3 separate regions of the Mus musculus genome follow, and all the other regions are linked to region 2. Evidence: chromatin contacts called from public Hi-C data. All regions are on one chromosome and are shown on one strand. Each heading gives the region's core, a stretch centred on a gene start, on an enhancer-like site or on the middle of the called end of the contact. The rest is flanking DNA. Distances are from core to core; before and after follow the strand shown.

Evidence for each region. A called contact is a pair of places that touch in the nucleus more often than the background predicts.
Region 1: a Hi-C map of the N1E-115 cell line shows a contact between it and region 2, with 4 times the contacts expected there. The contact joins two enhancer-like sites. A contact is called at or near these places in 3 of 484 Hi-C or Micro-C datasets (the N1E-115 cell line, cardiomyocytes and nephron progenitors) and 1 of 9 other capture datasets (embryonic stem cells).
Region 3: a contact with region 2 is called in a Hi-C map of the N1E-115 cell line, with 3 times the contacts expected there. The contact joins two enhancer-like sites. A contact is called at or near these places in 7 of 484 Hi-C or Micro-C datasets (the G1E-ER4 cell line, the N1E-115 cell line and uterus), 1 of 115 datasets of contacts at active chromatin or transcription factors (cardiomyocytes) and 1 of 9 other capture datasets (embryonic stem cells).

Annotation. Positions count from the first base shown.
Region 1 is chr1:179,086,477-179,090,161 of GRCm38.p6, reverse strand. The region is part of intron 7 of Smyd3 (SET and MYND domain containing 3); the gene reads left to right. Among named protein-coding and RNA genes, the nearest start is that of Gm31349, 240 kb to the left of the region's middle. Within about 2 kb of position 2,176, at least 20 of the 459 cell types and tissues checked have an H3K27ac peak or open chromatin away from gene starts, as enhancers often do. A contact at or near this core is called in the N1E-115 cell line, where this site is marked.
Region 2 is chr1:178,702,490-178,706,370 of GRCm38.p6, reverse strand. The region is part of intron 3 of Kif26b (kinesin family member 26B); the gene reads right to left. Among named protein-coding and RNA genes, the nearest start is that of Gm24405, 68 kb to the right of the region's middle. Within about 2 kb of position 2,485, at least 1 of the 459 cell types and tissues checked has an H3K27ac peak or open chromatin away from gene starts, as enhancers often do. A contact at or near this core is called in the N1E-115 cell line, where this site is marked.
Region 3 is chr1:179,058,894-179,062,637 of GRCm38.p6, reverse strand. The region is part of intron 8 of Smyd3 (SET and MYND domain containing 3); the gene reads left to right. Among named protein-coding and RNA genes, the nearest start is that of Gm31349, 270 kb to the left of the region's middle. Within about 2 kb of position 2,432, at least 88 of the 459 cell types and tissues checked have an H3K27ac peak or open chromatin away from gene starts, as enhancers often do. A contact at or near this core is called in the N1E-115 cell line, where this site is marked.

The DNA of each region.
Region 1 (3,685 bases), core at 927-3,426, 380 kb before region 2:
ATGGTAAGATCTTATGCCTATAGACAAGATTAAGAGGAGGGTCAGTCTGTCCCTCCGGGCAAGAGTTGACAATGACAGTCTGAAGTCAGGAGGAGGCCAAGTGGTGGCTCAGAATACAGAATGTGAAGAATACAATATTTAGAAACCAAAATTAGTAGAATTTGTGTGACAAAGAAAAGGGACAAAAGTGACTTTAAGATGAAGTGATTTTTTTTTTAAACTTTGAGCTAGTATTGGAAAAATGTGTAACTGTGACAATATACTACAAAAATGAAAACAAGATTTGGTTTTATTCTGCACTCCGTTGTTGATGGGAAAGATGGTTTCAGGGAAAACAGTTTTCTCCGCTATGTGATTTGAACAGAGGCACCATAACCAAGTCCCTGAAACCTCTGCAATATTGCTCTAAAGCTGGAAATGATTTATGCATTTTTTTCATAAGAGTTACACTTAAATGGCAGAGCAATGGTCAGAGCATTAATATTTTAATGCGATTTTGTTCTGTGCCATTAAAGCACCAGTTGATCAATGGCCGTGGTTTGTGTGTGTGCCCGCCCCGCATGTAGTGAGCAGTGACTCCATTTAAACTTTCAAATCTATGAGCCTTTAATAAAGGTTTTTATCTTTGCTTGATAAAATGATTGAGCTGCCATTTCAAGCTAGCTGCGTGCTTCCGGAATGTTCTTGCTGCTGAGCCCCTCAGCTTTGGTACAGTATAGTTTGCAAACTTCAGTGGCATGAAAGAGGCACAGAAAAGATAAGGAGTCCCTATCCCAGAGGGAGGGGGCGTAGACAGCTGTATAGTCAAGACTCTATGAGGCACAGGAAAAGACATCTGAGACGAGGAAGTAGACCTACAATCAGTCTAGGAGAAAAGACTTGTGGGGCTCCATCCATAGGCAGGAAGAAGCTGCCTGAAGTCTTCACATAGAGGAATGACTCAACCAGCTATGGGTGTTAGGGAGCGTGTTCTCCCTCCTCCTCCCCCTCCCCCTTCCCCTCTCCCTCATTTTCCCCCTCCCCCTCTCTCATCAGTTTAGAAGGTAAAAAGGTAGAAAAAGCCCCTAGGAGGCAAGTTAGAAAGCCATTGCTTGGGTAAAGGCTTCAGGCATTACAGGCTACCCAGAAAGACTGTGAGACCCTATTTATTGGGGTGAGACAAAATAACTAGTCTCCTGCCCGGCAGTCACACATGAGTTGTAGTCCTTATAATGCAGTTTTAGAGCCAGACACTGTTGAGTTGGTGGCTTCACAGTAGCTTGGAATTACCCAAGAGCTTCTGCTTGACCTGACAGCGATGACTAGTGACTTCTGGTCTTTAGGCTGGGCTGAGAAACGGGGTCTTAGAATGAATTCTACAGGGAGCATAGTCACCAGCTGCCCCCTCACCTGTGTGGGGATCTGTCCAGGACCAGAGAGTCTGAGGATACAGGATGAGTGTACAGCCCCAAACTTACTGATAAAGATGTTCTCGAATATACGCTTTGAGACTAGTTGCTTGGTCTGTGGAACCTGGTGTTCTCCAAAAGGCATGGGAACTGGCCTTGTACTGTAGCCCTTTCTCCTCTGCCCTGCCTTCAAATGCAAGAGAGAGATGGAGGAAATGAAAAGATGACCATTGTCTTAGCCAAAAGAGCCAGCCACCACCACTGCTCTGTGTAGCTTGTGCTGTATATATTCCACGGTGGGGCTGTAGAGGCTCCTTCTGTTCGTAGGCTCCACTGCCACCCCAAGAAGGGTACCTGCTGCAGTCCAGGTGAAAGAGTCAGGCTTGAATCGGGTCAAATGCAGATCCCAGCTCCTTTTAGGTTTTTTTCTGTTGCAGTTACTTCAGGAGTGCAGCACTCACCAGAGGTGTTCCTGCAAGACCAGATCTATACTCTTGGGGCAGACATTAGTTCTTCTGTGGAAGAAGGCACCCACAGCTTTCTAACATGAGCCTCTGTGATGAGCCAGGGAGTCAGCTCAGGTTCTGTCTTCTGTCACCCTGGTGACAGTGAGTCTGACCCATGTGGCTGGCCAGACTTCCTCCTCCTCAAGGAGGCCACCTTAAAGTCATTTTCTGTCAGAGGCCTTCTCTGCCCTACCTTGACTTCAAACAAGTATAATCATGTTTAGTAGACACGGGGTGCTTTGTTTTCAGTTAAGAAAAACCACATGGAGTGTTTGCTCTGGGGCATTTTGTCAAGTCTTTCAACAGATAACCCTGCCCCCTCCTCCCTGCAATATCCCCAACTCCCCCACACCCATAATTATGTTCTGCATTTGAAAACAGATAAATAAGTCATGTATACTGTATAGTACAAGCTGGTATCCATTACCAGAGTAAAGCAAAGGAAGACAAGGGGGAGGGGAGGAGCGCTGGGTGTGGCAGGAGCCAGTTGTTATTTTAAATAGGCTGCAGGTTAGGCCTCCTAGAGAAAATGGGATTTGATTGAAATGGAAGAGGACCAGAGAGGCCACCTTGGTGGATCTGGGAGAACTCAGGCCTGAAGGGAAAATATGAAGGGACAACAAAGAGGCCAGACTAGCCAGAGCAGCAAGAGCCATGGAAAAGGGGGAAGGGAACGTACAGGGAGGGCCATGCGTTCAAAGGAGTGGGTGCAGCTTATATGAAGCTCTTGCTTCTCTGTCCCCAGTGATGAAAGACCCATATTTTACTTGGGTCATCAGACTTAATATTTTTGACAAATTTGAAAAATGAATATTTAAAAACAGTAACCATAACAAAACGTTTTATCATTAGAAACACACACACACACACACACACACACACACACACACACACACACACACACATTCTTACCAAATAGTAAACAAGTTTCTAAATGAGGACTTTGTATTTCCTTCCTCCAATTCAGCATTGAGCCTATGCAGTCCAGAGGCCACACTCGGGTTGCTCTGTAAGACCTTGGCTTTCCTCAGACAAAAGGGGGCGCTATTGCAGTATTTCAAACTGAAGAAAGCCTGTCTGACTTCAATTGTGGTGAAGGCTAGATTGTAGAATGCAGAGATTCCTTCTAGGAGAGAAGGGCCAAGGGTGGGGTGGGGAGACCATCCTGAGATGGTGGTTGGCCAGGTTGGGATGTAACAGTGGGAAAGATTAAAAGTGGTCACTTCTGGATGAATTGTTAATGTGGATACAACAGAACTTCCTGATGGTTTTGGATGTTAGAGTCCAGGGAGACACAAAGGGTTCAGTCTAGACAACATGAATAGAGCTACTGCCTCCTCTCCTAACTAGGGAGGCTCTGCAGGTGAGTAGGAAGGGGAGAAGAGTTCTGATAACTGTGAACTTGATTCTTGTGTGTTGGGGAAACATGTTTATGCCCATGGTGTTACCTGAAGACCAGGGACCCAGAACAGAGTGAAACTGGCCTCTCTGGTCATCAAGGGTCATAGAATTTATGGTCAAACCTTAGTGACAGTAAATATGAAATAACTCCTGAGGTTTTTCTGTTTGATGGAAGAAAAACAAAAGACAAAGATAAAGTACAAAATTGTGTCCAGGTTATAAACGTGATTCTTTAAATTAAGCATGTAATGTCTGTATGTTGACAGTGAGCCAGACTAGAATAAGACACATTACAGTCGCCAGGGGAGGAGGCTGTAGGTGGCTCCTTTCTCTTCCTCCCATTGATGTCTTACTCTAAGCATTAGCAGTGATGATAGCAGTAGAAGCAAA
Region 2 (3,881 bases), core at 1,236-3,735:
TCAGTGATTTATTAGCGTCATATAAGATGAGGAGTCTAGTAGGCTTGGAAAGAGGGCATCAGGTATCCTTAGAAGCACCATCATCACCATGAGTGTGGCTTGGCAATGGTGGTAAAAAAGTGGTATATTCAGCTTTGTTTTAAATTATTTTATGTGTGTGCTAATTATTGTATGCCTCCATATATGTCTGTGCACCACACAGTGCCTATAGAGTCTAAAAGAGGGAATTCCAGAGATCTCTGGAACGTGAGCTACAATGATGAGCTCCATGTGGATGCTGGGAGTTGAACCTGGGTCCTCTGAGAAAGCAGCCAGTGGTCCTAACTGCTGAGATCTCAATCCAGCCTAAAAGCACCATGTTTAATCCTGTCAACACCACTGTTATCGACAAGGGTATCAACTCTGCCGCATGGGAAAACGCTGGAGCAACGAATGCCATTGGCCTTGGTCAGTCTCTATCCTTGAGATGATAGATTCTGAGCAAGAGACAAACAATAAAAATTTGCATAAGGGGTGGAAAATGAAGCAGGGAGAGTGTGTCCCTCTGTCAGCTTGGTGCTGGCTGGCTGCAGCCACAGCTAGAGCAGGAAGTCTCAGAAAATGGGATCAAGGACCATAAGAACTCAGAAGCCAGGAGAGGAGAAATCAGGTCAGAGGCCATTCTCACTGCCCTGCCTCAGTTTTCCTTCCAGAAAACATGCTTTTTAGTTTAACTCAGAGCCGTGTAGTACTAGAAGACTCACAAGCACAGAAAACCAGAGACCCATTTCACAAACTGAGCTGTTGTTCTCCTGCCTAAAAAATAACCCTAGGCTTGGAAGACAAAGGCTGGACAGATCTAAATGTCTGAATACTGGCCCTATGTAACTCTTGCAAAATGGCTGTGTTTGTTAGTGATGCTGCCGAGGGTACATATAACGACATTAAGAGACTACACATTAGATTAGCTGGAACTGCAGTAGCATTTAATTCTAATACAGATCATGGCCTTTTCCATTTATGTTTAATCGGCCATGTTTTCTTGTCTGTAGAGGTCATCAGGATGTATCTCTAAGACTTCCAGAGTCTGTCACTGCTCTTTGTCTATATCTGAGCAATGCTTGTTGCAAGAGAGCAACGGTGCATCATGAGCTGGAACTGAAGAGCAGCCTACTTCCTTACATTTCCTTGAACTTCAACAGGCACGCACGCATGCACACATACACACTCGCACACACGCGTGCACACACACAGTGTCAGAGAGAGAGAGAGAGAGAAAGAGAGAGAGAGAGAGAGAGAGAGAGAGAGAGAGAGAGAGCTAAACAGTTTTTTAGGATAGACAATACTCAGTTGTAAGTAACCCACCGTAGCCTGAAAAATGGTCAGCAAGCTCAATTCAAAAACAACTTTGCAGTCTGCACAAGTGAGGAAACAATGTCAGGCATGCATGCATGCATGAGTATATGAGCGCTCTTCAAAATGGTAGAAAGGAGAGAAGAGCTCATAGAAGATGCAGGGATGAGGCATGCAGTTGCTGGAGACTAGATACAGAAACCACAACAGCATAAATCATAGCCAGAAACAAGCCAGAGGCAGGCTGGACCGAATGGAATTGGTATTGTCATCCCAGTGTCTGGAAAAGGGTGTGGCAGGCACTGGACCCTCAGTTAATGCTGTACGGACTAAGAAGAACTATTGTGGGGCTGGCTCAGTTGGAACAAAATTGGAAGCTTTGAATAAATCAGTTTCCTAATCTAGCCCAGTTTCCCCAGTGAGGGGAGCTGGTATATCTGGAATGAAATGACAGAACATGGCTGAGTGTGCCCTGTGGTCTAAGCCATAATGAAACACAAAGCGAGAACATTTAAAAATATAATGACATCCTTAAGTTTATCCTTACTCAGCCTTTCAGTGGCCTTTATGTGAAACCTTATGAACACGCCTGTGAAGAGACAACAGCAATAACATTACCCACTAGCACTGAAACCACTCGGGTGAACAAGGACTGACGTGTGGTCAGCTGACTGACCCATGATGCACTGCCCTACGTGGTTCCGGTTTTGACTTCATCTCATATTTTCTGTTTACCAACTGAAGAAATGGAAAATTCTGCACAATCAAAAAAAAAAAAGAGCCAGAAAAGCTCTTATATACTAGACCAAGTTTTATATGTCTATTGACACCTGTCAAGAAATCTGTCATAAGAGAGCAGAGCTCAAAACTAATTGAAGATCTCTGGCATACACAGAGAAAAGCGAACATTGTCTATGGGTGAGCTTTAAAAGCCAGGGTTCAGTTGTACACAAAGTTCCAGCTGCAGGACCTCATTACAGTCAGTTAACCTCGCCACATCCTAATGGTTCAAATCAGAGGTACGCCAGAAGGAATATTTGGCTAGAGGGACCCTCAGATATCTTTATTCTCAAAAATGGCTTAAGACTCAAAACCAATCTGCTAACCCTTCCCCCCACAAACCTACACACAAAATGGCCAGCTGGAGGGCTGAGCTCATGGCACTCTCTGACAGTTTGGGGATCAGTCTCTTCCCCTCTGAGTTTAGGGTCACTTGCTGTATCTGTCACACCATTCCTACAAGTCAGGGACAGCATGTCACAGTCACAGCGTTGTCTGCTGTGAAGCTCCCGGCCGCTGACCCTAATCAAGCAGATCTTAATCTTGTTACTGAACCCACGACCTTTGGCCTCCGATGCTTTCTAAACTGGTCCATCTAACAGGCCTAGCTTATTAACTAAATATGCTTATATGTGTCATCGCCCTCCCCTTCTCTGAGAAAAGTAACATTGAGAACGCTTTGGAACTTGAGTAATGCCCAAATACTCTCTCTACTTCCGTAATTACAAATTCTCATAGAGAACACTAAAATACAGTTTTTAAACATTTTTTTTTAAATCCTGGACCTCATGACTTGTAAAACAAAATTCCAAAGTTAATTTTTTTCTTTTTCAGATTTATTCAAATTTATCTAATATGTCAAATTCTCCTGTCCACATAAAATTATCAAAGAGGTTTTCTGTGTGGTAAGCCAGGACTAGAAATGTGTCTAATCTTGTTGTATTTTTAAATACTCTGCTTTTTCCATCATGGCTGTAATATTCCATCTAGTGTCCCGGATTTTTCGTTAGAGAGTTCTGCTCAGATTTCGCCCCTGTTCATTGAAGACGTAACTTTTTTTGTCGTATTTTGTATACTATGGTTTTTCCCAAGCTCAGCTGTGTTTTCCACTTGTATGTGGGTCAGAGTCAACACCAACTGACATTGTGGCCATATCTAACTAGACTCCCCTAGCTAACCAACCAGAGCCAACAAGATTGGCATTCCCCAACACCTCAGGGAGCCCAGCCAGCACACTTGATTCTCAGAGCTGGACCTGGGGGTTCATCTCTGCCATATCTACCCTTTTGTTATAAGCCTTGGGTCCCTGGAGTGTGCTATTTAAAACAGCTGATCTTTAGGGATTCTTGCCTTTCATACACACTTGAAAAGCTATTCATCCGCGCCTCAGTTAAAAGACTACACTGCATTTGAAACTCAGTCTTGCTGGAGTTGACCCCAAACAGTTATTTCTTTAATAATCTTTTCTAAGAGAGCAACAATATCTCAACTAAACCTATCATCTCACTCCCATGCCAACCTACAAACCATGACCGTATCCTCAACAGAAAGCAATTGTAGAGGCTGTGCTGTTTCCATATATGTGGGGTAATCATACAAATAGGTCTCAGTTCCTACATCCAAGGCCTGGAATCAACCAGGCCATCTCAGAAAGAAACCCGTGCCAAAAGCTACGATTTTCAGAACAGACAAAGATACTCCCACTTGTAGTAACCTTTCCCCAGTGGACAGCAATTTCTTCACTTTGGAAGGTCATGTCCATGAACCTA
Region 3 (3,744 bases), core at 1,183-3,682, 360 kb before region 2:
GTTTTTACTTTCAATGTCATCTGGAATGTTAAATGGATAGTATAATGGTAATGGCTAGGGCCATATAATTTGGACATACAAAGAGTATAACCCAAAAAGAAAATAATTAAAAAGAAGCAAAAAGTAAGATCTTACAAGTTTCCTTAGGTGACACCACAGTACCCCTGGCACTGGGGACCCTGAGATGAGAAGAGAGAATCACAGCATTTTGTGTACCCCAAATGCCATTTTAGGACAGCCAAAGTTTGATGAGGACCTTATATTACAGCAATATAGTTTATACTTATACTGTTTGGAGCCAAAAAGATTTGATGTTGTCAGCATGCTGGGTTCCAGTGAAATATGCCCAGGACCCTGGCTCAGTGAACACCCTCTTTGGGGAGCTAAAATGTTCAGAGAATGCATTTGAGTCTGTATTTCTAGATCTCCCCACAGTTCCCAGCAGGTCCTGTGTGCGATCCCTTGCCCCTCTCCAGCCTTTCTCGTTGGGGGCTGTGAGGCCATAGGGACACCTCCACTCACCCTCTGGGGACGTTTTTTTGGAGTACCGTCAGACCTCTGTCTGGAAAGCTCTGTTAACAGTCATGCATGCTCAGTTTATAAGACGGTTACAAGGAAATGGAGGTGGGGGCAGGGTGCCAAACACAGCCAGAGCTTTTATCTTTGACATTACAAAGAGGTCTCTGGCCCGGGGCCAGGCTGGAGTTTACGGGAATATAAAATGCAGACATGTGCTTTCTGTTGGTGGGGCGCCAGGGGAAAGACGGGCCATGCAGCCAGACAGCACTTCACTTCCCTGGGATGCACAGTTGCTAAGAAGAGCATCCGAGTCTTGGTGGTTCAGAGCAGGGTCACTTGTGGCTATGAGGTAGGATGAAGAAGAGCCATGCCATATGCTGGCCTCCTCTCTTCCCAAGGTGAAAAAGGGGTGGCCCTGTCAACCCCATAGCCTGGGAGTGATGGCCTTCTGCAGTGACCCCTGCACCCCTCAGGAGCACCAGACTCCGGAAGTATGTGTCTGCATACTTATTGAAAGACAAGATAGACCTCCTCTACTTTTAAGCAAAGTTTTGATGTTGTACCCCTCAAACTGTGACATAGTCTTCTTGAGCTTTTTGTTCATTTGGCACGAGGTCAGAGGAGTCCGATGTGGCCTCATTAAGCATAAGGAAGTTCTTGTGGATTTGTGCATCCAAGCTCTGAAAAATAAAAGAGAGAAAGATAGATTAGTGTGCTACCAGAAGTTGCACTAACAGATATTAAGGCGTGGCTTCTGATTCCCTAATGACATAATTTTCTTTGGTTACCCCAGCGCTGACCTTCTTTAAAAGTGTCTCTACACTTGTGTCACAGGACTGACTGGTTATCTGAAATTGCAAGTGTGGGCCCCAGCCAAACTCACCACTTGTTTGGGGATTACAGGTTAAGTAATCTGATGTGCTTGTCTTAGGAGATAAACAAATGCCATAAGCTGCCTGGGTTTTGGCTATCACCCCTACTGACCGTTACAATCATGGATGTCAGGGGAAGCACACAAATTAAATACCCTTGGTCCAAGTCTGGGCTTGGCAACAGGCGGTGCCATGTTGAGTACAGTCTTTGTTCTGTGCCACATACTCTCTCTGTTCTGGCTGGGGTGGTGCTGGAGAAAACTCAGCTTAAAATAGAAGGAAGAAGGGGAAGAAAGAAGGAAGGAAGGGGCTTGCAATTTGCAGGACCACACATGCTCAAAGTCTCTACTCTCTGAGTCTAAGAACTGTCCTCAGGCACCGCAGACACCTATGTGACCAATGGACTGGAACGATTAGTTTCCATCTCCATGGTAACCATAATCGAGTTTTCACCGAGGCACTGGGTCTAGCTCTGAGTCTTGCAACTGACTGGCCAACAGCAGAGCTGGGAGCTGAGTCCCAACTCCTTGATGCTGCTTTCGTGGTTTCTGCCACACAATGCCTCGAGCCTGCGACCTAAAATTGTCCAGTGATCAATTCAGTGCTGGGGATCAAGCCAATGGCCTGGCGAGGGCTCTAGCACACAGCCAGCCCTCATCCTATTTTGAAATGTCTTTGGAACGCCTGCATCTAGCCCATCCTAACCTTCACCATCAGGATGTTGCCCCTTAAATCTGTTCTGTTGTAGTTTGAAGCAATTTCCTGTCTGTATGTAGAGGTGAGTGAAAGCAGCTGCTCCCAGTAAGGGACATAAAAAAGATTAAGGAGCAGAGAGCTGTGGTTTCAGTCTCCATTAAAATAAAACCTGTCCTGAAATTTGGGGCACGCAGGGGGCGGGGTGTACTTTATCTTCATGGCTGCCTGCATTAGGACAGTTTTCCTGTAAAAATCTTTGCATTTTTCCCAGAGTCTCAAACCTCCCACCTCGTGGTGTTTACAAAAGGAGACTGGCAGAACTCGGCCTGAGTCACATGCATTTACAGCCGCACAAGCCATCCGTTGGATAGTTTCTCCACAAATGTGAAAAGAATTCGTTTGAATGTGCCTTTGCGAGCCAAGCCAGTAGCCTCACGCTTTGTATGATCCCCACTGTGCGTTCTCAGGCGCTTGACTCTGCAGCATGGGGAAGATGCAAAGAGGTGCTCCCTTAAATATCCTCCCAGAATGTTTAACTGCCTCTGCATGTTGGTCCATCATGCCTGTTCCCTGCAGAATGCTGCCTGTAAAAACGGATCGTCAGCAGGCTCCACTGGTGTGGCTCAGCTCTCAGAAAGCCCCAACTTTTGTAGATGCGGGTGTTGCCAGTGTAAATGGCTTTGGTGGTTGCAGGAGCTTCGCTGTGACGTGAACGTCCCCTTCCTCCTGGAACTTCTCCGTCACTGGAAATTTAACCTTGAACCTGAGATGGGTTGCACGGACATTGCCTTGTAAAACTGTGTAGTTTCTACAAAGCCGGTTTGTGCCAGAGTGAAAAGCAGACACACCTTTGCTCCCTAATGCCTGATCGGGGCACACAGCAGTTTGATTCTGTCTTAAGTAGCAAGCATTCTTGCCTTTCCCTCCACACCCCTTCGTGCCCACTGTGCCCATTGGCTGCCGTGGGGTTCATACAATGGTGAATGCTCTGGTTTCAGCCTTTTTTCCCATGTTATGAAAGAACCGTTTTCTCCCCCTAAGTTAAACCTGGACTGCTTTCAGGTATTTTTGCCAAAGGAAGTGGAAATTGGTTCCAGTTGATGTTTCCTGTTAATCATAAAGGTTCTTGAATGAGCCTGTGAGCTAATCTATTAGTCCCAGTATGTTATCCATGAACCAAAGTACTGCAGTCAAAGACACTGAAGATTAGACTGTTCCCATCCTGGGTTTTATTTCAGGGCTCCCTGCCCCTCTCCAGAGGACAGGCATGCTATTTGAACCGTATGCTACTTTCTTTTTAATATAAAGTAACAGAGTACCCCTTCTTCCTTTTAACACACTGGAATTGTTGCCTCACTAGGGAAGTTTATAAGTGTTCCTTAATTCCGTTCCGATCCTATCCTCCTCCTCCTCTCTGATCAATCTAATTAGAGTTTACGTGGGGATCGGATAACAGGAAACACAGGAAGGCAGATCGCCCTTCTCTTTCTCCATTTTAATGAGAACCATCTGAAATTAAGCTAGCACAAGAGTTCCAACATCAAGCGCTTGCAAACCTAGCAAGTAGAGTTGTCTGTGGCTTCCTGTTGCAAGGTAAACCCGGATTGGTACCTCTAATGCTTCATCGGATGTTGCCAGCAGCCACTTCCCAAGGATG